Regions from separate parts of the Mus musculus genome. Here all the other regions are linked to region 1. The links are chromatin contacts, called in public ChIA-PET, Hi-C, HiChIP or PLAC-seq and promoter capture Hi-C maps. All regions are on one chromosome and are shown on one strand. Each heading gives the region's core, a stretch centred on a gene start, on an enhancer-like site or on the middle of the called end of the contact. The rest is flanking DNA. Distances are from core to core; before and after follow the strand shown. Region 1 holds the start of Lactb (lactamase, beta). Region 2 overlaps Herc1 (HECT and RLD domain containing E3 ubiquitin protein ligase family member 1). Region 3 overlaps Usp3 (ubiquitin specific peptidase 3). Region 4 overlaps Usp3 (ubiquitin specific peptidase 3). Region 5 has its middle 50 kb from the start of Car12. Region 6 has its middle 31 kb from the start of Car12. Region 7 overlaps Tln2 (talin 2).

What was found. Promoter capture Hi-C pulls out the DNA fragments that hold promoters and counts their contacts. Hi-C and Micro-C count contacts between places; a contact is called where the count stands out from the background. ChIA-PET counts read pairs in DNA pulled down with a chosen protein or histone mark. HiChIP or PLAC-seq counts read pairs in DNA pulled down with a chosen protein or histone mark.
Region 2: a Hi-C map of B cells shows a contact between it and region 1, with 16 read pairs. The contact joins the enhancer-like site here to the promoter of Lactb in region 1. A contact is called at or near these places in 13 of 39 promoter capture datasets (the 3T3-L1 cell line, 3T3-L1-derived adipocytes, the HPC-7 cell line and 7 more), 4 of 484 Hi-C or Micro-C datasets (B cells, the G1E-ER4 cell line and cerebral cortex), 10 of 115 datasets of contacts at active chromatin or transcription factors (the SCID.adh cell line, bone marrow-derived macrophages, differentiating embryonic stem cells and 7 more) and 1 of 9 other capture datasets (adipose tissue).
Region 3: a contact with region 1 is called in a promoter capture Hi-C map of trophoblast stem cells, with 3 times the contacts expected there. The contact joins the enhancer-like site here to the promoter of Lactb in region 1. A contact is called at or near these places in 11 of 39 promoter capture datasets (cranial neural crest, embryonic stem cells, erythroid cells and 7 more), 1 of 484 Hi-C or Micro-C datasets (embryonic stem cells) and 2 of 115 datasets of contacts at active chromatin or transcription factors (bone marrow-derived macrophages and stem cell-derived neural progenitor cells).
Region 4: a contact with region 1 is called in an H3K4me3 HiChIP or PLAC-seq map of bone marrow-derived macrophages, with 4 times the contacts expected there. The contact joins the enhancer-like site here to the promoter of Lactb in region 1. A contact is called at or near these places in 13 of 39 promoter capture datasets (3T3-L1-derived adipocytes, the C10 cell line, the HPC-7 cell line and 6 more), 2 of 484 Hi-C or Micro-C datasets (bone marrow-derived macrophages and embryonic stem cells), 7 of 115 datasets of contacts at active chromatin or transcription factors (the 230-238 cell line, acute myeloid leukemia, bone marrow-derived macrophages and 4 more) and 2 of 9 other capture datasets (adipose tissue and macrophages).
Region 5: a contact with region 1 is called in an H3K4me3 HiChIP or PLAC-seq map of the SCID.adh cell line, with 4 times the contacts expected there. The contact joins the enhancer-like site here to the promoter of Lactb in region 1. A contact is called at or near these places in 18 of 39 promoter capture datasets (the 3T3-L1 cell line, 3T3-L1-derived adipocytes, the C10 cell line and 12 more), 15 of 484 Hi-C or Micro-C datasets (the AML12 cell line, the AtT-20 cell line, B cells and 8 more), 7 of 115 datasets of contacts at active chromatin or transcription factors (the SCID.adh cell line, bone marrow-derived macrophages, embryonic forebrain and 3 more) and 2 of 9 other capture datasets (adipose tissue and liver).
Region 6: an RNA polymerase II ChIA-PET map of memory CD8 T cells shows a contact between it and region 1, with 65 read pairs. The contact joins the enhancer-like site here to the promoter of Lactb in region 1. A contact is called at or near these places in 7 of 39 promoter capture datasets (the C10 cell line, embryonic stem cells, fetal liver and 4 more), 1 of 15 datasets of contacts at CTCF or cohesin (large pre-B cells), 3 of 484 Hi-C or Micro-C datasets (B cells, cerebellum and uterus), 6 of 115 datasets of contacts at active chromatin or transcription factors (bone marrow-derived macrophages, fetal liver, forebrain and 3 more) and 1 of 9 other capture datasets (adipose tissue).
Region 7: a contact with region 1 is called in a promoter capture Hi-C map of trophoblast stem cells, with 5 times the contacts expected there. The contact joins the enhancer-like site here to the promoter of Lactb in region 1. A contact is called at or near these places in 8 of 39 promoter capture datasets (the 3T3-L1 cell line, frontonasal cranial neural crest, hippocampal neurons and 4 more) and 1 of 115 datasets of contacts at active chromatin or transcription factors (craniofacial prominence).

The regions. Positions count from the first base shown.
Region 1 is chr9:66,973,539-66,977,449 of GRCm38.p6, forward strand. It overlaps Lactb (lactamase, beta), which reads right to left and starts at 1,946. Exons shown (of 6, transcript NM_030717.1): 1 at 1,503-1,946; 2 at 1,180-1,246. The coding sequence starts at 1,853.
Region 2 is chr9:66,490,589-66,494,499 of GRCm38.p6, forward strand. It overlaps Herc1 (HECT and RLD domain containing E3 ubiquitin protein ligase family member 1), which reads left to right. Exons shown (of 78, transcript NM_145617.3): 69 at 1,370-1,539; 70 at 2,568-2,706. Among named protein-coding and RNA genes, the nearest start is that of Fbxl22, 22 kb to the right of the region's middle. Within about 2 kb of position 1,908, at least 28 of the 459 cell types and tissues checked have an H3K27ac peak or open chromatin away from gene starts, as enhancers often do. A contact at or near this core is called in B cells and memory CD8 T cells, where this site is marked.
Region 3 is chr9:66,532,894-66,536,804 of GRCm38.p6, forward strand. The region is part of intron 8 of Usp3 (ubiquitin specific peptidase 3); the gene reads right to left. Among named protein-coding and RNA genes, the nearest start is that of Fbxl22, 20 kb to the left of the region's middle. Within about 2 kb of position 1,733, at least 3 of the 459 cell types and tissues checked have an H3K27ac peak or open chromatin away from gene starts, as enhancers often do. A contact at or near this core is called in trophoblast stem cells, where this site is marked.
Region 4 is chr9:66,557,649-66,561,559 of GRCm38.p6, forward strand. The region is part of intron 3 of Usp3 (ubiquitin specific peptidase 3); the gene reads right to left. Among named protein-coding and RNA genes, the nearest start is that of Usp3, 34 kb to the right of the region's middle. Within about 2 kb of position 2,188, at least 71 of the 459 cell types and tissues checked have an H3K27ac peak or open chromatin away from gene starts, as enhancers often do. A contact at or near this core is called in the HPC-7 cell line, adipose tissue, bone marrow-derived macrophages and 4 more, where this site is marked.
Region 5 is chr9:66,661,373-66,665,283 of GRCm38.p6, forward strand. No RefSeq gene overlaps it. Among named protein-coding and RNA genes, the nearest start is that of Car12, 50 kb to the right of the region's middle. Within about 2 kb of position 2,234, at least 15 of the 459 cell types and tissues checked have an H3K27ac peak or open chromatin away from gene starts, as enhancers often do. A contact at or near this core is called in the SCID.adh cell line, where this site is marked.
Region 6 is chr9:66,680,871-66,684,781 of GRCm38.p6, forward strand. No RefSeq gene overlaps it. Among named protein-coding and RNA genes, the nearest start is that of Car12, 31 kb to the right of the region's middle. Within about 2 kb of position 2,116, at least 71 of the 459 cell types and tissues checked have an H3K27ac peak or open chromatin away from gene starts, as enhancers often do. A contact at or near this core is called in B cells, bone marrow-derived macrophages, hematopoietic stem and progenitor cells and 1 more, where this site is marked.
Region 7 is chr9:67,268,172-67,272,082 of GRCm38.p6, forward strand. All of the region lies in intron 44 of Tln2 (talin 2), which reads right to left. Among named protein-coding and RNA genes, the nearest start is that of Mir190a, 33 kb to the left of the region's middle. Within about 2 kb of position 2,165, at least 26 of the 459 cell types and tissues checked have an H3K27ac peak or open chromatin away from gene starts, as enhancers often do. A contact at or near this core is called in trophoblast stem cells, where this site is marked.

The DNA.
Region 1 (3,911 bases), core at 696-3,195:
ACAGAGAAGCCCAGTCTTGAAAAACAAAACAAAACAAAACAAACAAACAAGCAAGCAAATAAATAAATAAATAAAACCCAAGTAATGAACTGGAGCAATTTGTTCATAATGGAGAAGTTATGAATATAAGAAGTCATAATCAAAGAAATGGTACTTTGATGCACTTACCATAAAAAGAATAGAAATGGTTCTCTCTGGCTGGAGAGATGGCTCAGCAGTTAAGAGCACTGGCTACTTGCTCTTCGTGAGGCCCTGAGTTCAATTCCCAGCAACCACATGATGGCTCACAACCATCTGTAATGGGATCTGGCACCCTCTTCTGGTGTGTCTGAAGACAGTTATGGTGTACTCATATAAATGAAATAAATAAATCTTTTTTCTTTTTTTTTTAAATGGCTCTCTCAAAGCTTCTAACCTTGGAGAGGGATGGATGCCAGGGTCTCTACATGCTCAGGCTGGCCTCACACACATCATGTGACCTTAAGCTTCTGATCCTCCAGCTTCTACGTCCTGAGGAATGGGATCATGGGTCCATACCACTTTGATTTATGTGGTGCAAGGGATTATACCCAGAACTTGTACCCAAAAGCAAGCACCAACTGAGCTCCATCCCAAACCACTTCAAGCTTGTCGTTAAAAACAAAACAGGTAACACTCTGTCTAGTAAATGTAATAATAAACTGTAAATCATTAAGGACCAGGGATATCATGTATTCTTAATACTTGGTATAGTGCCTTTTACAGAAGTGGGGAATAAAAAAATTACAGAATGAAAGAATAAAAATATGCAGAAACTGACATTTTAGTTACTAATAAGGGTTATCTAATATGTAATAGTGGTAATTTAATGGATTGTTCTACATTCCATTTTCAGACCAATTCTTAAGAGTAAACTGGGAGAAGAAACAGCATTTTGAACACATCCACGTACTTGAGTCACACAATTTAATTATTTACTTTATTTTGCCCTCACACATGGAGGCTAAGCAAGTGAGCTTCCACTGAGCTATACTCCTAGCCCAGTTAGTTACATTTTAAACTTTCCAGTGATAAATAAAACAGCCTGATTATTCTAGGGATACATTGTCTCTACAAATGTGCCACTTTTTGCAACTCCAACCTGTAAAACATCAGTATTTTATTTTACCAATAACAAAATGGGCTACCTGCTGAACTCACCTTCTGACCAGACTTCTTTTCCATCTACAGAAACTCCAACCACGATGCCGGGGGCACCAACCTCATCCTAAGAGAAAAGAAAGACCCTGGTGGTTCAAAAGTAGACTGACTCCGCCCACTCTGCGGTCCCGCCCACCAGGAGGGCAATGGTTCTGCTCCGATTGCCCTGGCCGTCGGAGTGCACAGGACTCTAAAGGGGAAGGGGCGGGCCCCTCCGCGACCGGTGACCTCAGCTGCTACTTGAGCAGCCCTAAGAGCGTCAGCCCGCGGCCAGGCAGTCAGAAAAACGGAAGCCGCCGCCCTGACGCCCACTGGGCCCGCACCTTGATCCGGTGTAGCAGATCGCGGCTGCTCTCGATGGCTCTGGAGAAGCCCCTGGCTGCTGGCGGCGCAGGCGTGTGCGGGCTCCCCGGGCTCAGGGCCTGCTCGTGCGATAACTCGGTAGTGCCGGACGCCTCGGGGTCCGCGGGGGACTGAATGGGGACGGCGCCCCGCAGCCCGACCACCAGCTTCGCGCCGAGAGCCAGCCCCAGCCCGAGCCCCAGGCCGCCGGCCCAACCAAGGCCCAGCACAGGCAGGCCCGGTCGCCTGTGCGCCCCGCGCCGCCCTCCGTCCCAGGCTGGGCCTGCGGTGGCCGCAGCCCGAGCTGTCACGCTTGACAGGAGCCGGTACATGTTGCCTCCGCAGAGCCGGCTGCCTCCTAGCTTGCTCCGGCTTGGCCCGCGGCGGGCGGGACGAGGGGGCGGGGCTGAGGCGGGGCTTTACAGTACCTCTCAGTCAAGGCCGGGTGGGTGAGCGACGAGCGCATCGAGCGCCTGGTCCTCGTCTCCTTTCTAGCCTTCTGGCTACTAATCCTCTTTGGTTCCACCCCTCCTTTTCTTGCTTTCTTTTCCCTCCCTCTTTTTCATATCTTTCTTCCTTCTTTTATCTTCTCCTTTTCCTCTCTCTTCTCTCCCTTTAGCTCTAACCTCCCTCTCTTGTTTTCTTTTTCTCTCGCATCCCACATTCCTCCCTCTATCCTCTTTTCTCTTTCCCTCTCTTTATTTCTGATTCTCTCCTCTTTCTCCTTCCCACTTTAGTTTCTACCTGTCCCTCAAGCCTCTCTTTTCCTTTTCTCCTCCTCATCTCTCTCCTTTTCCATGCTTCTTCTCTCTCACAACACACATGATATCCTTAGACAAGTCTCCTGTCACAGCAACACCCTCTTGCCACCTTATGCCTATGTTAACAACACTCGCCCCTTTGTTTGACTGAGATGCACAGTGGTTAAAACACTTGCCATGCAAACACAAGGACTGGAATTCAAATCCCCAGTATCCGGGTGAAAATGCCCAGTGGGCATGGCGCCTACCTGTAACGGATTGAGAAACCCAGCCTCAATCCAAAGTTAGAAGCGCAATTATAGATGGTTTCCAACATAGTCTGGGACGTTCTCAGGCAAATGCTAATATGCATGTATATACATGCACACACACAAAAGTGGGAAAAAGCAAACCTGATGTGGGTTTTTTTCATTCTTTTAGGAGAATTTTATGTCTTGACTCGCCTTCCTGCCCAGTGACAATCATTCTAGCAAACATTAATCATCGTAACTGCTCTGGAGATTGGTTGTGTTGTCTGACATCAGTTCCATGAGGAAACTGGAGTAAAGGGAGGCTAAGGGATTTGTCTAAATCTACAGAGTTGTCAGGTGATGGCCCAGAAATGTACCTTCTCAGCCTTCCTCTCTTGTCAGAGGGTTTGAAGGGTTCTACGATCAGAGGCGTGGGCGGTGAATCAGCTTCCCAGTGGTGCGATGGATGCAGCTGCAGCTAGTATTATTACATGGCCAGGGTCCACTGGGCGCTACAGCTGCCCTTCCACACCCAGTCCTGTTCTCTGAAGCAAACTCTAGCCAGGCTACTCTCAGTTCTCTTCCTGAGTAGGAAACTCTTCCACAGTTTCTCACAGCTCAAGGCTGCGTTGCTAGAGTGACCCTATCTTTCTTCAAAATACCTGCCTGAGAAAGATCAGAGTTTCCAAACGCAGTTACTGTTTGTTCCAACCACCACTGGAAAACAGAGCTCCTGTCCCCCAGTCTGTGGCAGAGGGTAGGAGCCTCACGTCATAAGTGCCAAATAGCAAAATGGGTGGATTCATGTGGACCAAAACCCTTTCTGCTTCTTGTGACTGTCCACACTCCTGATCAGCTCAAGTTGTCACCGCTCGCTCTCTCCTCCTACCCCATCACCTCTGCCCACATCCCATGGAGCTCCGCTTCCTCTGCCCTGCGTAGCTATGGAGTACGGTCTGGTGTCCAGCTGCGTCTGGCTTTGTCACACACATCCGTCGGTCCTGTCCAAAATGTGGCCCCTGAGAAATAGATCCTTGTTTTCCAAGCAAGGTCTTCAGGCGTGCATTCACTGTGAGGTTCGTGGAGTTGAGCGGTTAAGGCTCAGTGAGGAGCTCCAAGCAGAAAGGGCTGCCCACTCTGATTTGCAGGGACAAGCACACAGACATGCTTGGAGAGAAGGAACACAGAGGAACAGAATTTTGGTCTGATTGCAGGTGCTAATTATAAGAGACTTTCCTTTTCAAAAGACTATCTGTGGCGGGGGAGATAAATCCGTTCACAGAGTACTTGCCTGGCAAACTGGGTTCTATCCCAAGAACCACACAAACTGGGTGTGGTGGCACATGCCCAGAATTCCAGCGCCTGGAAGGTGGAAGCAGGAGGATCAGAAGTTTTCATT
Region 2 (3,911 bases), core at 658-3,157, 480 kb before region 1:
TTAGCATCCTCTCAGTAGCACTATTAGTTTGGATCCATAGCTTCAACACATAAGCTTTTAGGACCGTTTTATGTCCAAATCATAGCCACCATATAGGGACTTCTGTTCTAGATATACGTATGGAGATCTCCAACAGGTCATTGGGAATTTGTATCTAGGACTCCAAAGGGATTCGGTATGCGTATCTAGGTTAGGATACTGATTACACAGTGGTAATAGGTAATAGGTTTAGTCATTGATTTAAGAATCCCAGAAAACATGTAGAGTGAAGAACAGAGTAGAATTCTAGGGAATGTTAGCACGGAAGATTTTGAATAGAATATTAGCAAGGATAATGAAGAGTCTCCAGGGACCTGGGAGAGCTCAGGCCATATTTTCAGACAATTATGTGTCATGATTATTATGGCCAGAATCTGAGAGGCCACTGCAGCAACCAGACAGGAGTCAACTCAAGGTTTTGAGGGGAAGTTTTAGGGCAGCTGTACAAATTGAGGTCAGATGTCGGATGCCATGCCTAATGGACCTGGAGGTTATTGAGCAACAAGGGTAAAGAGAGAGGTGGGGTAGAAATTTGAGCTAAAACAGGTTGAATGTCATTCTTTTTAAGAACACAAGAAACTTGAAGGCCTTGTTGAACATGTGTCAGTCCTTTTAATATGAGAGTATTGAAAAACCCTCTTGCCTTGACTTACTGACTTTAGTTTTAATTTTCTATATAAATAAAAAGACTAACATTTCATACAGGAATAGCCTCAGACTTGTTACTTAAAATTTAGTGTATTTTGCTGGAATAGCAGGTTTTTGCACCATGTTGTGTACATGATTGTCATTCTTTTGTGTGTGTGTGTGTGTATTAAAACACTTTTTTTAATTAGATATTTTCTTCATTTACATTTCAAATGCTATCCCCAAAGCCCCCTATACCATCCCCCTGCCCTGCTCCCCAACCCACCCACTCCTGCTTCCTGGCCCTGGCATTCCCCTGTACTGGGGCATATGATCTTCGCAAGACCAAGGGCCTCTCCTTCCACTGATGCCTGACTAGGCCATCCTCTGCTACATATATAACTAGAGATATATCTCTGGGGGGTACTGGTTAGTTCATATTGTTGTTCCTCATATAGGCTTGCAGACCCCTTTAGCTCCTTGGGTATTTTCTCTAGCTCCTTCATTAGGGGCCCTGTGTTCCATCCAATAGATGACTGTGAGTATCCACTTATGTATTTGCCAGGCACTGGCATAGCCTCACAAGAGACAGCTATATCAGGGTCCTGCATGATTGTCATTCTAAGGCAAGAAGTTAATGGTTTCTTACAGAACACAAACTTCAGGGTGCCATCTATAACACTTCCTCTTGCTATTCTTCCAGACCGATTGATAGGCTTGCCTGAGGGACGTGCTCGTAATCATAATCGACCCCAACAAATCCCTGTCCTGGCTGGAGTGGTCATTGAAGATGTGGCTGTTGGAGCTGAACACACACTTGCTTTGGCATCAACTGGAGATGTTTATGCCTGGGGTAGCAATTCAGAAGGGCAGGTAAATGGCATATTTGCTGCTCTTGCATACTCTAGAAATCTGACGGTGTTGTTTATTTGTAAGAGTGTCTTTGTATTTTAAAATATTAGTGTTCAGAGAATCCTTTGCTTGTGCAAGAAATCTTGTCATCCCCTGTAGTCACAGGAGTAAGGGCAGGAATGAAAATGAAGAGAATGTAAAAAGACTTCAGGTCTGTGTCCTTAGTCCTTCTGTCTATCTGTATATGGAAGAGAGACGTTGGTAGGAGATGTCTGAGAGACTGATGCTTCTACAGTGGTTTTCAGCCCACAAGCAGAGCCATCCTCACTTCCTCCCATAATCTCAGATCAGAGACCCTCTTATTCAAAGTTGTTTTAGTGAGCATTTACATTCTCCTCATACCTGCATTAGCAGATCAGGAAGTTGTGGTTGCAGTAATCTTGATGAAAGGAGAACCAATGGTGAGGAGCCTTTGGGGAATTCCCTGGTTAGGTTTTGACAAAATCTTCCTTGATGTTGAACACTTAACTGCTGCTGCTAAGAGCAGAGAATTGGAGCCATGTATATTTTATATCTGTGTACCCAGAAACCAGTGTGTCTTAAGTAAGAGTTCTGGAGAGCCTTCTTTTTTCACTTAACAAGAACTCCTACCCTTTCCAAGATACCTCTTCCAAGAATTCAAGAGTGTGACCAGTTGTTAAGACTAATGCTTTTAGGGGACAGTCTAAACTTATAAGGACTACTACTGTGATAGAGAAATCAGAATTTATTCATTCGTTTGTTTGTTTGTTTGTTTGTTTTTGTTTTTCCAGACAGGGTTTCTCTGTGTAGCCCTGGCTGTCCTGGAACTCACTCTGTAGACCAGGCTGGCCTGGAACTCAGAAATCCACCTGCCTCTGCCACCCAAGTGCTGGGATTAAAGGCATGCGCCACCACACCCGGCTGAATTTATTCGTTATTGAAGTTGATGCATGACTCAGATGTTAATAGATTTCATTGGCCTGCCTTCTGCTTCTTCAATCTCTGTGCATTTGCTTTTTTATTCTTAGCTTGGCCTAGGCCACACCAACCACGTTCGAGAACCAACCCTGGTAACAGTTCTGCAAGGGAAAAACATCCGCCAGATTTCAGCGGGCCGTTGCCACAGTGCTGCATGGACAGCCCCACCAGTCCCACCAAGAGCACCAGGTGAGACGGACCATTTGTGCTCTTCCAGCTGCTCTTCTACTTTCAGTCGTGTCGTGATGCTCTATCTGCTTGCAGTTCTCACTGCATCCAACATGTCTAAAATGCATCAAGGCTTGGAGTATTCTTTTTGCTACAAGCACCATAAATATTTCATATCATGCATTTCTTCTGCAGACTTCAGTATATAGCCAAACTTCATGCCCTCTCTTTCTCTCAGTCCTCAAAGAAATCAGCATGTTTTTTAGGCAAACAAGAATTAATTAAATTAGAGCTTCTACTAAGTATACATACACTTATATAGGTAAGTATAAATATACCTGTATCGATAAAAAGGTAGCAAATAGAACTGGCCATCCTGATCCAACTTTAATCCCAGCACTTGGAAGGCAGAGGCAAAGGGATCTATGTGAATTCCAGCCCAGCCTCATCTACATAGAAAGTTGTAGGTCAGCTAGGGCTGGTAGGAAAACCCTTTCTCAAAACACACCAATAAAAAGATGGCAGTTGCTTTGCAAGACTTACTATCACAAAGGAACTGAGGAGAGCTGGGTGGAGGTGCTTCACATCGTTAATCCCAGCACTCAGGAAGCAGTCTAGGACAGCCAAGCCTACAGAGCAAATTCCAGGACAGCCATGGCCTCATAGGAAAACCCTGTGTTGAAAAACTAACGAAATAAAATAAAAGCTCTGAGGTGTTATATTTGTCACTCCAGTAGCCATTAGCAAAAAGATGTTTATTCAGTGACTCAATACAAGTCTAGTTACTGCCAGTTTATTCCATCATAAAATATGAATAGTGACTGCCTCTAGTTTTAACATTTCTTTAAGTATTACAAAATCATTATAGTCATTTTTTTAAAAGACTTGAAAATATATGGCAGGACTGAGGAAAAAGCTTACTCAGCAAAATACCACACAAGCATAAGGACCAGTATTTGAGTCCAAACATCCACAAGGAAGCCAAGAGTGTTGGCACAAATTTGTAATCCCAGTGCTAAGAAGGCATAGACAGGCAAACCCTGGGGCTCACTGGCTAGCCAACCTGGCCTGATCAACAAGCTCCTGGCCAATGGAAGAAGACCCTGTCTCCAAAAACAAGGTGGATAGTCATCCTGAGGAATGACCTTTTCATTGCACATACGTGCATACACAAAAACAAATGCAGTTGTCTCCTTTAATAAGACCCTCTGGTTGGCTCTATCTTT
Region 3 (3,911 bases), core at 483-2,982, 440 kb before region 1:
AAGAGAAGCCAGTTTGAATCAGTTAGCTTAGAGAAGAGTTTGGGCCAGAACAGCTGAGTTGAACCAACCACCCACAGTTCAGAAAGAGCTAGAAAGATAAGTTTATTCAGCAGTAAGCCTCCAAGACAAATTACATCTGGCAAATAGAAGTTACATTTATAAGAAACTTCATGAAATTCTTAAACTAATCCAGATCAATAACTAGTAACCAACAATTAAGACATCCAAATAAAAGAAACAATGGTACAAACTATATTCTAAAAATATACTAGAAAAGTATCCTATATACATTTTACAGTTAAGGTTCTCCTAATTGGTAAATAGTTCTGATGACTTTTAAGAATCACTCTTTCAGACAAGGTTCCACAAACAAAATTTCTTTCAGTAATAGTTTCTCTTAATATATATTTATACCCTTTTCTAGAGATTACAAATTATGAAGTCTTCCTAATTAATGGAACTTAAAAAGCAGAAGTCACAACAGAGGAATCTCAAATGGCCAAGAAGCACTCAAAGAAATGTTTCAAAGTCCTTAGTAATCAGGGAAATTCAAAGCAAAACAATTCAGAGATTCCACTTTACACCATTCAGAATGGCTAAGATCAAAAACACAGGTGACAGCACATGGTGATAAGGATGAGGAGAAATAGAAACACTCCTCCACTATTGGTGGGATTGCAAACTGGTACAACCACTCTAGAAAGCAATCTGGAAGTTCCTCAGAAAATTAGAAATAGATCTACCTGAAGACCCAGCTCTACTATTCTTGGGCATATACCCAAAAGATGCCCCACCATGCCACAAGAGCACGTGTTCCACTATGTTCATAGTGGCCTTATTTGTAATAGCCATAAGCTAAAAACAACCCAGATGTCCCTCAAACAAAGAATGGATACAGAAAATGTGGTTCATTTACACAACGGAATACTACTCAGCTATTAAGAATGAGGGCATCATGGATGGAACTAGAAAATATCCTGAATGAGGTAACCCAGACCCAAAAGGACATGCATGGTATGTACTTGCAAATAAGTGAATATTATCCAAAAAATACAGAATATGTAGGATACAACCCACCAATCTTAGTAAGTTTAACAAGCTGAAAGGCCCAAATGGGATGCTTCAATAACACTTAGAAGGGGGACGAAAATAATCACAGGAGGCAGAGGGAAGGAGAGACCTGGGTGGGAGAGGAAGGGGAGGGGAAGGGGGAATAGAATCAGATATGGGGTTGGGGGAAGAGAAGATCAGAGGGCCAGCAGAATTAATGGAAATATGCAGTCATCGTCGTCCCCCAGGAGTGTGGAGGTGGGGGAACCCTCTAGAAAGTACCAGAGCCCTGAGAGATGAGACTTTCAGGATTCAATGGGAGTGACCTTACATGAAATGCCCAACAGTTGAGAGAGGGAACTCAAGGAGTCCACTTCCAATAGATAGATGGGGCCTCAATAGATGGGGTTGCCAACCCACAGTCAAAGCTTCCTGTGTCCCACCTCCCCAGGCAAGGTAAAGGACACTGTCAGTAGGATAAAATGGCAACCAACAGATTAAGAAAAGATCTTTACCAACCCTACATCTGTTAGAGGTCTAATATCCAATATATACAAAGAACTCGAGAAGTTAGATTCCAGAGAATCAAATAACCCTGTTTTTAAAAATGGGAGTACAAAAGCTATACAAAGAATTCCCAACTGAGGAGTATCGAATGGCCGAAAAGCACTCAAAGAAATGTTCAACTCCTTAGTCATCAGGGAAATGCAAATCAAAACAACCCTGAGATTCCACCTCACACCAGTCAGAATGGCTAAGATCAAAAACTCAGGTGAAGAACTGCCAGACTGATTTCCAGAGTGGTTGTACCAGCTTGCAATCCCACCAACAATAGAGGAGTGTTCCTCTTTCTCCACATCCTTGCCGACATCTGCTGTCACCTGAGTTTTGCAATTTAATGAGGTGCCATTTGTTGATTCTTGATCTTAGAGCATACGCCATTGGTGTTCTGTTCAGGAAATTTTCCCCTGTGCCCATGTGTTTGAGACTCTTCCCCACTTTCTCTTCTATTAGTTTCTGTGATTCTGATTTTATGTGGAGGTCCTTGATACACTTGAACTTGAGCTTTGCACGAGGAGATAAGAATGGATCAATTTGCATTCTTCTACATGCTGACCTCCAGTTGAACAAGCACCATTTGTTGAAAATGCTGTCTTTTTTTCTGCTAGATTGGCTTTAGCACCTTTGTCAAAGATCAAGTGACCATAGGTGTGTAGGTTTAATTCTGGGTCCTCAATTCTGTTCCATTGATCTACCTTGCTGTCTCTGTACCAATACCATGCAGTTTTTATCACTATTGCTCTGTAGTACAGCTTGAGGTCAGGGATGGTGATTCTCCCAGAAGTTCTTTTATTGTTGAGAATAATTTTCCCTATCCTGGGTCTTTTGTTATTCCAAATGAATTTACAAATTGCTCTAACTCTATGAAGAACTGAGTTGGAATTTTGATGGGAACTGCATTAAATCTGTAGATTGCTTTCAGCAAGATGGCCACTTTAATTGTTTTAATCCTGCCAATCCATGAGCATGGGAGATCTTTCCATCTTCTAAGATTTTCTTCGAATTCTTTCTTCAGAGACTTGAAGTTCTTGTACAGAACTTTCACTTGCTTGGTTAGAGTCACACCAAGGTATTTTATATTATTTGTGACTATTGTGAAGGATATTGTTTCCCTAATTTCCTTTTCAGCCTGTTTATCCTTTCAGTAGAGGACGGCTATTGATTTGTTTGAGCTAATTTTATATCCAGCCACTTTGCTGAAGCTGTTTATCAGGTTTAGGAGTATATTTCAGTGGTGTCAGCAGTAATTACTTGTGAACTAATGAGGAAATAGGTTATGAAGACCCAAATGCAGTCTCTGTGACAGACCAGAATTAAGAAAAAAGACAAAAAGAAATAACAGAGGTTTGGGTGGTAACAGGGTTCTTTACAATCAATGGTTAGACCTAAGATTGTCCTCTTCTTTGATGCCTAAAGAAAGACTAACAGAAAACCTGTCAAAATGATGATGTGAGAAATCACACTGCAAACAAAGGAACACCTAAAGGACCTGAAAGTGTCCTTTCTAAATGGAAGGAAAAAACAAAAAAAACAAAACAAAACAAAACAAAACAAAACAAAACAAAACTGATGGAGCATAGTACAGCAGAACAAAGGGCAAAGGTCTCTTTACAACAATTTGTGGTACAATGCAGGCATGCATCTTAAAGGCAAATGGATGTTTTGATAGAAAATAACCAGACAAAACGGTTATCTATTGGCACCTGGTCAGATGTGAAAGCATATATTCTGAATAATGAAACATCATGATTGGCATACGTGTAAGATACTATGTACTGGTACTGCCTAAACAAGATGGCTAAGACCAATGTGGAGTCCTAGTACAAGCACCATTGAGTGTGGTGTAGATGCCTGTAATAATAGCACTCATTAGGCAGAGGCAGGAAGATCACCTTGAACGAGTAAAAGATTCTCACGGAAAGCACACATGGAGATCTAGTCACTAGTTGCTTCCAGAAAACAGAAGGATAGTGAGGAACCAGAGTGAAAGAAAACATTCACTGCCATTCTACTCTTAATCTTTTAAATTTGAACTGTTTGTATTTTGTCTACCAAAATAAACTTAAATGTATTTTCCTTAAACAAAACAAAACAAAAACAGACAAGGCAGGGCATTCTAAGAAACCATACAACCAGTAAATGGATATGCACACTGAAAAAGGTCAACACATGAAGGAAGACATTTCCATGCTAGCAGCCTTGATGTGTACATAAAAGCTGCTGACTACATTCACGATTCTTGGCCACGTTCACTTCATAGGTAAAAAGAGTGTCCTACTTCTTACATTCATGTCTGTATT
Region 4 (3,911 bases), core at 938-3,437, 420 kb before region 1:
ATTAAATGCTGATGTCTTGGCCTCAAATATCAATTATGGATATGAAAAAAATATACTCAGATAAAATACCCTTTCCTCTGTTAAAAGCAGATAAGCACTGTCTTATTAAAGAAGCTTTTCATGATCTGAGGTCACCTCTATTACAAAGTTTCTTTTTAAACTTCAAAATACAATTTTTAAGTAAATCTCTGCTTTGCATTCTTTAAGACACTGTCTATGCTTATTGTCCCGGCTAGTCATGAGGACTAGGCCAGCTTAGGCAACATAGTGAGGGTTCCTCCTACCATCCCACTCCTGTCCATTACAACGGGAAAAGAAAATGGAAAAGGAGGAAAACGGAAGCAGGGTGGGGAGAAGTAATCAATACCAACACTCAGGATAAAAGCACGAGTGTGAGGCCAGCCTGGGCTACAGAGCAAGAACCCATCTTAAAAGGGAGGGAGGATGACAAAAAAGAAAGAGAGAGAAAGAAAGCTGGGCAGTGGTGCCACACACCTTTAATCCCAGCACTCAGGAAGCAGAGGCAACGGGATTTCTGAGTTTGAGGCATACCTGGTCTACTGAGCAAGTTCCAGGACAGCCAAGGCTGCACAGAGAAGCCCTCTTGAAAACACAAAAATAAGGGGAGGGTGGATAAAATCTATACTTAAAGAGTTTACTTGATGATAAATTTTTGTTTTTAATTTTTAATTATAACTTAAGATGATAAAGCAGGCCAGTGGTAATAAAAATAACCGAAATTTAAGCAGTTTTTAGACATGAATTAGTTCATATTTCATAATAGTTTGAAAAGATGCCTTGGGAACAAAGTATTCTAGTAATTTTAGTATTCTTTTCCTAACTCTTCATTTCTACATTCAGCTACTGTTTACAAAGATTAGAGTTGACTAGGTCAGATATCAGTGAATTATTTGTTTAGTATTTTTAATCTATTACCTTTATATGTCTACTTACACAAAACTCCTAATTTTAATTTGTGCTTCTTTTCAACTGCAATAATATACCACATGTAATACCATTTGGTAGGAAAGGGAACAGGATGGGAAGGGAGAAACAGTACTTAACAAACAAGAAACTGAAACTTAGTTTCTATATGAAAATCCTGGGAAGATCTTCACTTTTATTGAAATCTTCATTTATCTGTTTCATGCTAATTGGATTGTCTCAAGGAGCGGGGGCCTGTGCCGCCAGACCACAACTTTTTTTTTTTTTTTTTTTTTTTTTTTTTTTTTTTTTTGGTTTTTCGAGACAGGGTTTCTCTGTGTAGCCCTGGCTGTCCTGGAACTCACTCTGTAGACCAGGCTGGCCTTGAACTCAGAAATCCGCCTGCCTCTGCCTCCCGAGTGCTGGGATTAAAGGCGTGCGCCACTATGCCCAGCCAGACCACAACTTTCACAGTATATGTTTTCTCTTTGGAGGCTCTGCTTATTTCAGAATTAAGAAGAGCTGCCTACAAGGATACCAATCTTCAGAGGGAAAGGAATTTAGCCTCTGTCATGTGGCTTCAGTCCTCTGTGATGATCAAAGGACATAGTACAGACTTGGTGCAACCTTTCTCCTGTTTTAAAGGTAGCTATCAAAATCTTTTCCACCCCAGTACTAGAGATGACCCCAGGACTATCCACATACTTGGCAAGGACATTGCCTAAAACAAGTCTGCATAAAACAAGGAGGAAAATAGAAAGATCTGAGAGGGGTCTCTGTAGTCTCCAAGGAGATTTACAAATTAGTGACATGTAGCAGGAAGTGACAAGTGTTCCAGAAGCTAGAAGTTAGTAGAGATTACTCCCCGTAGCTGGAGTTAGGAGAAGGAAATTTTCATGATAACTCATAAGGAAGGAAAGGGCAGGGCAAGACTCTCAGTAAAGGAAAATAAAGACAAAAACTGTAAGCAAGGACAGGAGAGATGGTGCAGTTGGTTAAACACTTATTACATACTCTAAGGACCTGAGTGTGATCCCCTATACCCATGCAAAAGGCTAGGGTGTGTGTGTAGCCCCAGACTTGGGGAGGCAGAGAGAGAAGGATCCCTTGAGCCAGCCTTAACCTAAATTACAAGTCCCAGCAAGAGAGCCTGTCTCAAAAACACAAGGTACCAGAGCAATGCTATCCAAACAATTATGAACTCCATACACATGTGCACGCACATGAACATATATGGGCAAAACCAAATGTAAGCCTCAGAATATCTTATAACACAAACCATAAAGGGGTGAGGAGGGCTTCACAGTTGAGTGTGGTGGCTTACAGCTGTAACTCCAGCATTTGGGAGGCTAAATCCTAGGCTCCTATAGAGTAAGGTCAAGACCAGCCTGAAATTTTAGCAAAACTTTGTCTTAAATTAAAAAATTAAAAAAAAAAAACGGACTGGGATATAATTTAGTAGTGTTTGCTGAGCATGTCCGGGGCGCTGGGTTTGATTCCTACTACTTGGGGGTAGAAGTGTAGGAAAAGCTGAAGTAAAAATGCTTAATAATCAAATATACACACAGCTTAATAATCAAATATATAAACTTTTTTTCCTTTGAACCCTATCAACCAGTCTAGCAATCAGAAACTGATGTACAAAGAAATTCATAAAACTACACCGGGAAATTATACAATTCCCCAACTCAGAGAAATCTGTTTCTCTGTATTAGTTAAGGTATAATAGAAATACTAATTTTAACCAAAGCTTCATGATCTCACAACAGTCATCAGCTCCTTTGGGGTATTTATATGGCAGTGTAATTTTGCAGGGTGGTTCCCTGGCATTCTGTTCTCAAGCCCACAAATGTAGCACTAATGTGACCCGTGCAGCTGCAGCTTCCTTCCTGCATTTCAGAAGCTCTGGGTAGCCACACACTTACAGCTCTGTTTAACCGCACACAAAAGACTGGCAATTGGCCAAGAAGCTTCTGCCACTCCTGGGTATATGCTAATATTTCCTAAATCAACTTGTCCATGAAATTATGTCTACTACCTTAGTACACTATAGCAATGTAAAGGAAATTAAATTCCAATGTCTAGTTAACAAAACTGCAAAGCCACTAAAATATCTAACAGATGTTCTTATAGCACCCTATGAAAATAATTTAATTCCATTAAGCTGATCCTTAAGATTTCCTCAAAGACTTACCATTCCCTTAGAATTTTACCAACAGCAAGAAGAGCAACAATGATTTGTTATAGTATACAGATTTAACTGTATTTACAAAGCTTCCTTTTGAACATCCTCTGCACACTAACTGATATCAAGAATGAATGCTGTCAGCACCTGCACCACACAGAATGGCATGACTTATGACTATGATAGGGAGATAAAGACATTCAAGAATGACCTGAATTTCTGCTGTCTCTAAAGCAAAAGTAGTTATAAACACAGAACACCTGATTCTATAAAACAAGAAGCTGTACCATTCTTGGATTAATGGGGCAGGGATTAATGGAGGGCTAGGATGTGAGTCCGGGTAGAGGTTTATTTAAGGCCAGGGTTCAAGCAACAGCAGCCAACTGAGCTAATGCTTAGCTGTTATGAAAAGGAGTACTCGGGCTGGAGAGATAGCTCAGCCGTTAAGAGCACTGAATGCTCTTTCAGAGGTTCTGAGTTCAATTCCCAGCAACCACATGGTGGCTTACAACCATCTGTAATGAGATCTGATGCCCTCTTCTGGTGTGTCTGAAGACAGCTACAGTATACTTAACATATAATAAATAAATCAAAAGAAGAGAAAAGAAAAGAAAAGAAAAGAAAAGAAAAAGAAAAGAGAAGAAAAGAAAAGAAGTACTCCACATCAGCAAGCAACAGTAGTGAGCACTGCCCTGTGTGTGAACATCTCAGAAAATACTAATTTTTACAAAAATCTTCATCTGCCTCTAAGTTTCTCTCCCTTCTATCTTTTCCAGGTCTGACCACTAAACGAGTAGGTGTT
Region 5 (3,911 bases), core at 984-3,483, 310 kb before region 1:
ACCATTTTCAGCATCAGTTTGCTGTTCTGTGGCAGCCATCAAGCTGTAGGAAAAACCTTCATCAAGAGCTTCAGACAAATACAAGCCATAATGATGTGTCTTTGATTGACATGTCAATATCCATACCATCACAGTATCTCCCCCACCATAGACAAGCCTGACTGAGTTGCCATCAGAAAATGTGGATGCAGTTATCCTCAGAAGAGTGTGTGCAGTGTTTACCATATGAGCTCTGAGGCCAGACTCAGAGCCACCTGACTGAGGGCTTTTCCAGGATGAATGGTCCTGGACTGAGTTTCCTTGTCTAGAAGTGAGGATACGACCCATGGCCATCCACAGCGCTGTTACAAAGACGCGTGAAGCATTTTGAATGGAGTTTGGCATCAAGCAGGGAGGCATTCATTAAATGGTATCACAACTGCTTTATCTTTGCAAAGAGTTCTCAGACCTGCCATCTGGCGTGGAGTTGGTTTCTACAGCGTGCTGAGGGAGGCAGAGAATTGTATCGCTTTACCAACAAGGGACCTCAGATACAGAGGGACTCTGTCCTCACCTGAACACTGAGCCTAGGATTTCTGACTCAAATCAGTGACCTTTCTCTTCCCCTTGCTGCAGAGATGAAAGTACTTTTCTCTCTGTCTGTCTCTGTCTCTCTCTGTGATGTGTGCACATGCGTGTGTAGGAATGTGGGTGTGGGGGCAGAGGTTGGCCCTGAGTATCTTAGTACCTTCCTTGGCCACTCTTCTCTCTATTGATACAGACTCCTCACTGAACCTGGAGTTTGCCAGTTCTGGCTAGTCTAGCTAATAACCAGCTTGCCTGTGGACCCCCTGTTTCTGCCACCAAGTGCTGGGATTTCAAGAGACCATCACCCATGCCCCTGCTTTTACATGGGATCCTGGGATCTGAATTTTGGTCTTTGAGCTTGTGAAAAAAAAATATGCTTTATCCACTGGACCATCTCCCCAACCTCCAAAATCACGTCTCAGATTTGAAAGCCACGGTATCCCAATTAAGTCAAACGTCAATGCCGTAAATTCTTGTCAAGGACAGGGTACAAGCAAGCAAAGACTCAGATGTGGATATAAGACGTGTTCCTGCTGTTGCTGGCTTCCTTGCAGCTCTGGTTTTTTGGATCCAGGGCCTTGCACATATAAAGCAGATGTTCTACCATTGAGTTTTGCCCCGGCTCTTTGATCTCTTCCAACCAGCTGTATAAGTGAGTTTCTATGTCAGAGTTTAGCTAATCTGATTCAATGTCTGTTTCAAATTAAAAATAATCAAAAGTCTGGCTAAAGTCAGACTCCATTCTCCCAAACTGTTGCCTAGCTCCAGACACAGAGAGCCAAGTACAACCAGATGCCAGCTATCTGTGGACACAGATGCATGGCTGGTTCCTTCATTCAATCCACTCCAGCCCTTCCGACCTTCCACCTGCCCAGCCAGCCAGGGTGGATTTGTCTCGGACTCTCCAGGCCACCCTTGTGAGAGCTACTTGTCCTTATGCACTTAGGAATACACCTGTTTTCAGGCTGCCCTGGCTGACAGTGGGGTCTGGTCCTTTGGGTTTCCTCTTCTTCCCTTTCAGCCCGAGCCATTGTTGTCAGACACTGCAAGGATGTTGATCTCTCAACATAAAGCTATTACTATGTCTCCAAATGCAGCCCACTTGGAGACCATGCGTTTAGCTGCTGAGACCCCAGTGGTTCCTGCTTTTTCGTTTTTTCAGAACCAAGTCCCCTCTCAGCTTCCCTCATCCGTAGAGCTCTTCAGAAAGCCTTCTCCCTGTTGGTCTGCCTGTCACTGCCTGAATCATAGCACCAAGACTGCCGAACCCTGCAGAGAATATTTGGCACATGGTAAAACTGCCAGCAACAAAGCCCAGTTTTGGTTGCCGAATTAGAGGGTTTATAGTAAAATGTGAGACTGTACAAGAGGACAGGAGGATCTGGCTCCTCACATCAACAAAGGCAGGGAGGGAGGCCAAGGGCCCATGTAGAGGCCATATAGCAATCTGAGGTGAGGGAGCAGACCTGAGCCTTCCAGGTTCTTATCCTGGTGCTAGAGAAAACTAACTAACTTGCACTGAGGCCTCAGGCAAGCAGATCCATCCTCTTGTCCTCTCTTTCCCTATCTGTATATGGGGATGAACACTGCCCTGGGCTCTAGGGCTGGGACCAGCTAGGAACAGTATTTATAATATACTTCAGAAGTTCTTGACTTTCACGTAGCTGGATGTGGTAGTACAAAAGAGGAAACATGAGTTGCTGGCCAGTCTGAGATACAAAGTGAAACCATATCGAGAGAAAGAGAGAGAGAGAGAGGAAAACAAATTAACAAAAACAAAAAGTTCTGAGGAATAAATAAGTAAATAAAATAGAGAAAAAGAAAATAAAAATTGGTCATGGTTGATAGATTGATATAGAGACGAAAGAAAGAAAGAAAGAAAGAAAGGAAGGAAGAAAGAAAGAAAGAAAGAAAGAAAGAAAGAAAACAAAAAACAACCAGGAGACACAGATCCCTGGTTCTGATCACTTGTGCTGTCATGTGACCATCACCTGGGGCTGGAGGTTCGTGCCCAGATGGCTCTAGAAAGATTCACATAACATGTTTTTATGACTTACAAGGCAAGTGTCTACAGGTGGTATCTAAGTTGTGCCAATGGTTATAAAAAACAAAACAAAACAAAACACACTCTTAAAATCCTTAAGGCACAAGGCACCCAAGAGAATGTTCGTTTTGGAGCTTTCTTTCTTTGTTTTGTTTGTCTTTGTTTTTTGATTTGTTTTGTTTTGTCTTGTTTTTTTGAGACAGGGTCTCTATGTAGCTCTGGCTGTCCTGGAACTCATTATATAGACCAAGTTGACTTTGAATTCACAGAGATCCACTTGCCTCTGCCTCCCAAGAGCTGGGATCAAAAGTGTGCGCCACCATGCCCAGCTCGAGAATTTCTGTCTGCTTTCCTCTATGTCTGTCCCACCCATTTACCGTTAAATAGCTTTGCTTTGTAATTCTCACCCACCCCCACCGCGTCTCTCCCTTCATGTGGTCGGGATTTTTAAAACATTTAAAACAACAGGCCAGGGCTGTTTTACCTGTGTTTATTGAAAGGGATGTAAATACTCTGCTCTTGTTCTAAAACCGGATGCTGTGTTTTGCGGATGGTGAAGCCTTTTAGCAACAGAGTTTATTTTTGACCAACCTTTCCCAGTTCTTTTTTACAACAGAAAGCGGCAGAACCGCCTGCGAAGTCCCAGATCTTCAAGGAGAACAAAAGTCTTCCTTCGAGGGGCTGGAGAGAAGACTCAAGGTTAAGAGCACTTGTTCTTCCCAGAGAATTTGAATTCAGTTTCCAGCGTCACACCCCAGCTCACAACCATCCGTGATTCCAGTTCTAGGGAATCTGATGCCCTCTTCTGGCCTCGAGAGTCACTGCATGCACCTAGTTCACTGATATACAGAAAGGCAAAAGACACAAATGACTAAGATGATGATGATGATGGTGGTGGTGGTGATGATGATGAAGACAATGATGACTTTCATCATCATCATCATCACCATCACCATCATCACCATCATCACCACCATCATTATCTTCTTTGAGGTCAGGTTTTGAGATAAAACAGAATAGAATCCCTTACCAGCTGTCTCCAGCTCCCTTTCAAAAAAGGTCTTTAGTTCCCTCTCCTGGTACCTTGGGCCAGCTTCTTGGTTCTCCTCAATGTCTCCAAGTTGGTCTGTGAAGGTACCACCCCTAGACCTGGGCAACAGGAGCACTTGTCAGGCTTTTTGCTTCCCAGGGCCTGCTCTGCTCCTCCCACGGCCCCACCTTGACACCCTGGTTGAGATGTTCCTGGGCCAAGTGACTGTGCACCCCTGCTGGACCTGGAATTCTAGAAACTCCTCAATTT
Region 6 (3,911 bases), core at 866-3,365, 290 kb before region 1:
GAGTGAACCCAGTTCAGAAGGCACTGTGTGGTCCTTAGGAGAACACGGGCGTTGGAGGCTAGACACACCTACATTCAAATCCCAGCTCTAATGCTCACAAGCTATATGACCTACAGTAAGTCACCAGATTTCCCCCATATTGGTTTCCCATCTGCAAAATCAGAATGATGCCAACTTTGCATGGGTGGTAGAGAGGACTAAACCAAATATCAGATGTCCTCAGGTTACAACCTTGGAGATTCCCTGAAAAGTCTGATTTTTTTTCTACAATTTGTTGCACACTGTTGTGGGCACAGAGGTCCTTGTACTCACAGAGAAGCACCAAGAGAACCAGAAATGTCAACCACGCTGGGGTGTCTCCTCAAGGGACATTTGCTTCCCTGTCCTACACCTTCAGGGACTCCCACAACACCTTCTTGAGCTTCCATTTTTATTCCTGGTTAGATTAAAAATATAACAACAAAAAAGCAAGCAATTCATTGCAAATTCAGTTACTTGAATATATTTGTCAGTTCTGGTTTTGGTCTCCCCTGAGGCAGTATCTTCTCAAGGAGCCCTCTTCTGTGGCTGTTAAAGTACCACCAGCATAGGGGACAGATGACCCTTTTTATTTCCTGAAGTCTAATTCATCTGGGATCGTCTTTGGTCTGTAATAGGCTGGCATCTTCTAGAATATTCACATCCTTTACTAAACCTCTGGTCACAAGTCTACATCTACCCAAGTTCCTCTACCCAATCCTGCCCCTTCTTAGAGCCCCAGGTCCTCCTAGAGCTACAGCTAGGATAACCTCCCACCCTGAGTGTTCCCTGGTCTAGATTGGGTCCCCTGGAGGTTCTAGGAACCTTGAAGAAGAGGACCTTAGTGGGCAGCCTTTACTGTTTGAGGATGTGGTCTCCAAGGAGACTGTGAGATTCTGCTCTCTGTGTCCTGGCTCAGGACATGATGGCCCACTTTGACATGTTTTTGCAAGGCATGCCATTTTTACTGATGCCTCTGCATAATGTTTGCCTTGCACCTGTGGAAACGTGAGGTAAAATAAATGTCTTTACTTCATATGGAGCCCGTGATAAGGATTTTGTTATCCGGATGCAGCCAGTGAATATGGCTGCTTGTCTTTATAACATTTGAAAGTTGCCAGGTATAGTGGCTAGCACCTCTAATCCCAGCACTCGGAAGGCAGAGGCAGGTGTATCTCTGTGAGTTTGAGGCCAGCCTGGTCTACACTGAGATTTCAAGGACAGCTAGGGCTACATAGAAGAATTCTGTCTCGAAAAACTCAAAACAATAATAAAAAAAAATTTGAAATCCCCATTTTAAAATAATGCTAACAAAAGTGTCAGATATGGTGGGCGTTGCCTCTAATCCCCTAGAACTTGGGATGCTGATGCAAGAGTTCTTAAATTTTAGGCTCCATAGTAAAATCCTGCTTGGAATAAAAAACAAAACAAAACAAAACAACCTTGGATAAACTCATGCATTCCTTATACAAAGGCACAAAAGTAAAGCAGAAAAGTCTACTTTTGTCTCACAGCTACCAGAAGCAACCATTTTTACTAGAATTTTTTAAAAGTAGTTTATGCTTTTAAAAACATCTACTATTGAAGTTTACTATGGACTTGCATATGTATATATAACTTATATATGTATTTTTACATTCCGTGTAAAATGCTTTGAACTGCCTTAAAAAACAGAACCTAAGGCATTAGCATGTTGTACTGACCCGCTGTACATGGGCCAATTCCACTATACAGCTGGAGTCAGAGAAAATGGAAGCATTAGATTTCCAGAGCTGCTGGAAAAGAAAAGAAAAGGAAAGGAAAGAAAAGGAAAGGAAAGGAGAGGAGAGGAAAGGAAAGGGGAGAGGAAGAGAGGGCAAGGCAAGGCAAGGCAAGGCAAGGCAAAGACAAGACTGTGGTGTTCTGACTGAGACATGCTCTCCATGGGCTCATGTATTTAAACATTTGCTCCCCATTTGTTGGTACTGTATGGGGAGATTACAAACCCTTTAGGAGGTACAGCCTTGCTAGAGGAGAAAGTCACTGGGGCTGGACTTTGAGGGTTTATAGCCTTGCCCCTTCTGCTTGCTCGCTCTGCTTCCTGTGTGTGGTTAAGAGGTGACCACTCAGCTTCCTGTTTTGGCCCCATGCCTGCCTGTTGACATACCATCTCACCATTATGGACTCTCCTTTTGGAACTGTGAGCCAATTTCTTTCTTAAATTTGGTCACGGTATTTGGCCCAGCCACAAAAAAGTAACTAATACAGCCAGAGAAGTAACCGATGAAGTAACCAGAAGTCTGAAGTCAAAGGGCTAGGCTTCCTTACAGGCTTCTTGGGGAAGACCTTTACTTTTTTGCTTTCCTGGTAGTACCATTCTTGAGGCATCATGATGTATACTGTCTCCACTGTCACATAGTGTGTCTTTCCTGTCCACTTTGCCCCTTTCTTCCTCCTCCTTTCCCCTCCCCCTTGTGTGACTGTAGGTTCTCCTACTATGTGTGTCATGGGGAGTAAATTTACGTCATCAGACTTGATGGCAGGTGACCTACTGAGCCATCTTCTAGCCCCTTGAAATTATTTTTAAAAAGAGATTTGATTGCCGTATGGTGATGTACACCTTTAATCCCAGCACTCCAGTTGCAGAGGCAGGCAGAGTTCTGTGAATTGGAGGCCAGCCTGGTCTACATAGCTAATTCCATGGCAACCAAGGCTACATAGAAAGACCCTGTCCAAACAAACAAACAAACAAACAGTGATTTGAGCAGATCTCACGATGTCCTGTGACTCCTCTTCCTTTCTTGTATTATAAAGTATTTAAAAGCAGAAAACATCTTCAGTCTAATTGTCCCATGCAAGCTTTGGTATATCCTCATGGGGACATAGTCTCAAAGTTGTTTTGAGATTTTTCCAGATGATTGTTGCAAACTTAAAATGGAAGCATTTCGGTTTTAGGGACTTCCCCCCCCTTAGACACCGGGACCGACCAATGGGGGCTTACAGTTTCAGTGAGTCCATGACCATCATGGCAGGGAGCATGGCAGCAGGCAGGCAGATACTGTACTGTAGCTCCTTACTGGCTATAGGAGGTAGAGCTCACTAGGAATGTCATGGGATTTTGATACTTTAAAGTCCACCCCAAGAGACACACCTCACCAACAAGGCCATACCTCTTAATCCTTCCTAAATGGTTCACCAGCTAGGGACCAAGTAGTCAAATAGATGAGTCTATGGGGACCCTTAGTATTAGAAGAAGAGCTTTGAGGTAGAGAAGGACTCAGGTTTTTGAATTCCCTACTAAGGCCATTGATTGGGCCCTCCGATGTGTTAACTGGTTCCCTAGGCTTCAGGTAACCAAGCCTTCTACCTTTGGTTCCTCAGTCTACGTGGGCTAGCATTGGCAAACAAGACTAAATACTAAGATGGCATTTCAGGCTAGGAAAGCTGATGGCCTTCCTTTACAAGACTCTCTTTACAAGGCTGGGAAGGCATCTCAGTTGGTAGAGTGCTTGGCTTGCGAGCATGAGGACCAAGTTCAATCCCCAGCATCCACGTATTAAAGGCAGGCATAGCATCACACACTTGCAATCTCAACATGGGGAGACAGAGACGGGAAAACCATGAGAGACCTTGCCTCAAAAAAACAAGGTAAGCAGCTCCTGGGAAATGAGGCCTCCTCACACACACCGGCACACACATGTGTATCCCTCTGCCCAAATACACCTACACACAAATAAAATAACAACTCACTCCATCCTGCAGATGGTAAGGCTGAGTCTGCCTCGGGGAAATCTGATGAGAAACGGCTGGGGAAACAATATCATCTAGAGATTTCCTATTTGGGGAGAGAGGTGTTCCCCAAACGGTCACACTGATGAACCTGGACATAAAGTTAAGTTTATTTTTGTTTTAAA
Region 7 (3,911 bases), core at 915-3,414, 290 kb after region 1:
GGAGATGCTGTCTCCTGCTTCTATCTCATTAGTCAAGCTTAGGGAAGAGAGAGCTGAGAGTGGGAAGGACTACGCATGCTCACCCTCCTCCTATAGAAATGCAGACTGTTTCTAGGAGGGAAAGGGACATTTAGCAGAGAGCTCATAAGATGCAGAAAGGTGAGCTTCTGACTCCGGATGCCTTCTAGTGTGTGCACTGGGTCCTGCAGAGGTTCTCCATCGCTCAGGCTGCCCTACTGACTCTGTGTGATGTACAACAGGAGGGGTAGCCTTCAGCAACACGCTATCTCTGTACACATGTCTGGACTGCTGCAGCAAGGACATGCCACTGAGGTGGTGGTGGGGAGGTGTTTGCCACGCAGCAGTGATGCCATTCAAATAGTTATCATTCAAGACAGAGCCATGCTGTGTGGCCCAGGCTGGCCAAGAACTCTTGATTCCCCCTGCTTCAGCCTTCTAAGTACTGAGACTGTCACACAAATCTATTTTACAAGATATGTTAATGGCTTATATACTACATCAAGGGGAAGCCAGGGAATGTGACATTAGTTTCAAACTCAACTTGGTCCTTATGCTTCCATAAAGTTTAATACCAAGTATTCAAGGGTCAGCATTATCTGAGAGGTGGTAAAGGATGACCAGAGATCCCCAAGTGACAGGGGACTGCTGGTGACATCAGGGAAGGGGAGGCAGTGTAATCAGCACACAAAACCCTGATTCAAGTTTTTAAAAGTGGCCTCAATAAAAACAGAATTTTGTTCAGCTTTCTGAGCTTCAGTTTATCTCTGAAATGAGGGGAACAAATGATCCTTGTCTCACATACTTTGTTGAGGGCAAAGGGACAGTGCCCACCACAGCATCTGGGCTTGGCACCTATCATGTTCATTACTTTCCAGGTTACGGCGAGCTGATGGAACACTTAAATACAAGAAGACCGCAGAATCAACACGGTCTACTGGCAATTTCACTGGAAATTTTTACAGCTGGAGGAGCTTCCTAGAAAGGGAACCCACTTTTAAGATCCTGTTTCAACTGATAAGCACTAAGAAATGCCTCAGTCCCAAAGCAACACTAAACTTCTCAGCAAGTCTGGCCCGACTTTGCAAGACCCACAGGGTGGATTGAATGTACGACCAGTGTTTATTATAAAGGAATGCTGCTCAAAGACACACAACTTGGGGTTTTAAATTGGCAACTTTAGGGAAGCATTGCTTGAGCCTCAAGAAAAGCCCTCAGTTCATTTCTCGATCAAAGAAAAATAGTACAGAGAAAACCATCTGCTTTTGTGCCTTAAAGGAAATTAAAAAAAAAAAAAAGCCCTGGTTTAGATCCGATTACAATGGAGAGGAGGGAGCACCCCCCACCCCCAATCACTTTCCCTTTACTTGCCAAGTCAAAACAAAAATGAAATGACTTTTTGAAGACTTTCAAAGCAACCAGAGCTGCTTAGCTGGGGGACCTTAAGAGGGTTAGACCAGGGTGACAATCGGAACTTGTCGGATCCACTTAGAAAACATATCAGGGAAGACAGTGTGAACAACAGAACCAGGCATCACTTTCTCTCTACCTGACAGCTAGTTTTGGGGTGGGATTTTAAAAATAAAATGCCAGCGTGCACATCCATTCCACCTGGGAGTGCAGGCTGTAGGACCAGGCGCATAACCAATGCTCTCCCTGGCTCACAAAGTGGTGATGTGACTTTCCCTAGAGATAGAGCTATAGTCACGAAATCTTTCCCCAGGACTTACATTGTGGAGCTGTAGCTCCTAGGATCTTAACCCCTCCCTCTTTCCCTCCATCCCTTTTTCTCTTCCTCCTTCCCTTCTCCCCATTTTCAGCCCCTTCCCTCTCTGTATGTATGTGTGCTGTTACAAGTCCTTCTATATGCACATATAGAGGCCACACGTCAAGGTCAGATGTCTTCCTCAATTCTCTTTACCTTAGTCTTTGAGACAGTCTCTCTCACTGAACCCGGACATCAATGATTTGGCTAGACTTGCTGACCAGCAGGCCTAAGACACCCTCCTGTTTCTTCCTCCCCAGGACTAAGATTACAGGCACGTGCAGCCATGAGTAGCTTTTTACACGGGTGCTGGGGCTCTGATCTCAGGCCCTCCTGTTTGTACATGACTGAGTCATCTCTCTGGTCTCTCTGTGTTCAGAGAGAAACTAATCTTAACTTGCAAAGCTGCCAGGAGAGTTTTCACTTTTCTGAAGAACTTCCACAGTGCTACTAACAAAGCCTTGAGTTTTCTGTGGAAAAATAAACAGAGAAAGATCCTGTTTGATGTTTGAGGACAGAGGTCCAGCTTTTCCTGTAATTGTCACATTGTGGAAAAGACCAGAATGCGGACTCGTTGGGGGTACACCGCAGGACTCTGAAGGAAAGGTTTCCCAATTGCCCTGCATGTAAATATTTTCACATTCTGGGATATGGGGCCCTCTCGGGTATACAAATAACTCCCACAATTTTGGTATGTTAAAACAAAACAAAACAAAACAAAACAAAACAACACCCTATATTGCTTCAGGGACCTCCTAACCTTCTCAGTTTCCCCCCAAGCATCTGTCTGGCAAATGCACACAGAGAACTTTCCCGCACAGGCCACTGGTAATCTTATGTTCTCCCTCTCATTTTTGGCTTCGGGTCATGCTGCTCTTGTGTCTGGACTGTAAAATACATCGCAAGATGCCCCGCCAAAAACAGCAAGTGTTACTGACAATGTCAGAGGCACCAGCATGCAAGGTGACGTGTTGTGTGGCTAGCGACACATTCTTTTCTTTGTTGGCTTGGTGCAATCAGTGATTCTGTGTCATAGCAAGGCTCTGATTGCTTCCGCATTGGGGTGGCCAGCTCTTGAGAGCTTTGTCCATATGGAAAAGGCAGGCTAGTGTTCCAATTCCAGACAGATGAGACTAGATCACACTGCAAAGCTTCCTGTGGAGAGGAGCCCAAACCTCCCTGGCAATCTCCACTCAAAGTCAACTACTTCTTCCCATTGTCCAAATGCTTCCTGACGGTAACACAAGCTTTCTTTTACTTGTTTATGAAATTCAAAATTACATGTTGACCAAATGAATTATACGTCTAGATAAATTACAGTGTAGAACTGTAGTCTGGTCTTACTGAAACAGAAAGACTATTTAAAAAGAAAGAGAAAGAGAAGGAGGAGGAGGAGGAGGAGGAGGAGGAGGAAGCGGGGGAAACTGTGTAAAAGGAATTAAGATTCAGTATTTTTCTTGCTGATGTAACATAATTATTACAATTATTCATGCTGAGGCCTGACTGACTGCTCTGGAATGTAAAGACAGGAGCATGGTTAGAAACTGAGGGAACTCCATGCTAGAAATATATATGTACCTCCGTACATATATATGATATGCCTGCTTACATGCATGGTTATGACATATGTTAGAAAGTGATGTGTTTTGGATCTGTGTTTCTATGGTTGCTTTAAAAGCCTTTGTTAGACACACCAGGTCCCAACCCAGAGTACTGGGGAAGTGAGGGCGGGTCTGTTATTTCAGGGAAATGAGCAGACCAGTTACAAACCTGTGGCTTCCCCATGCCCTAGTGTTTAAGAAAATACTGAACAAAGTTTCCATTCAATAAACAGCTTGCATCTCACCGAATGTGGTTACCTGTATCTTCCCGTGTTCCCGCAGTCCCTCCATCATTCTGTATCTCAGAGTGGACTTCCTTTCTCTAAGGAGCCACATGGTTTCTTGGGCCCTAGACACCCTCTCTAGGCACTCACACTGACAAAACTTCTTCCAGGCCCCTCTGGGTCCCCAGCTGTGCTGTGTGGTCCCACTCACAGCTTCCAGAGATGACTGCTCTCTGACAGTGTGCACACTTGCCATTCTGAGACTCTTAAGGGTACTGATTTGCCGAAGCCACGCCTACACTA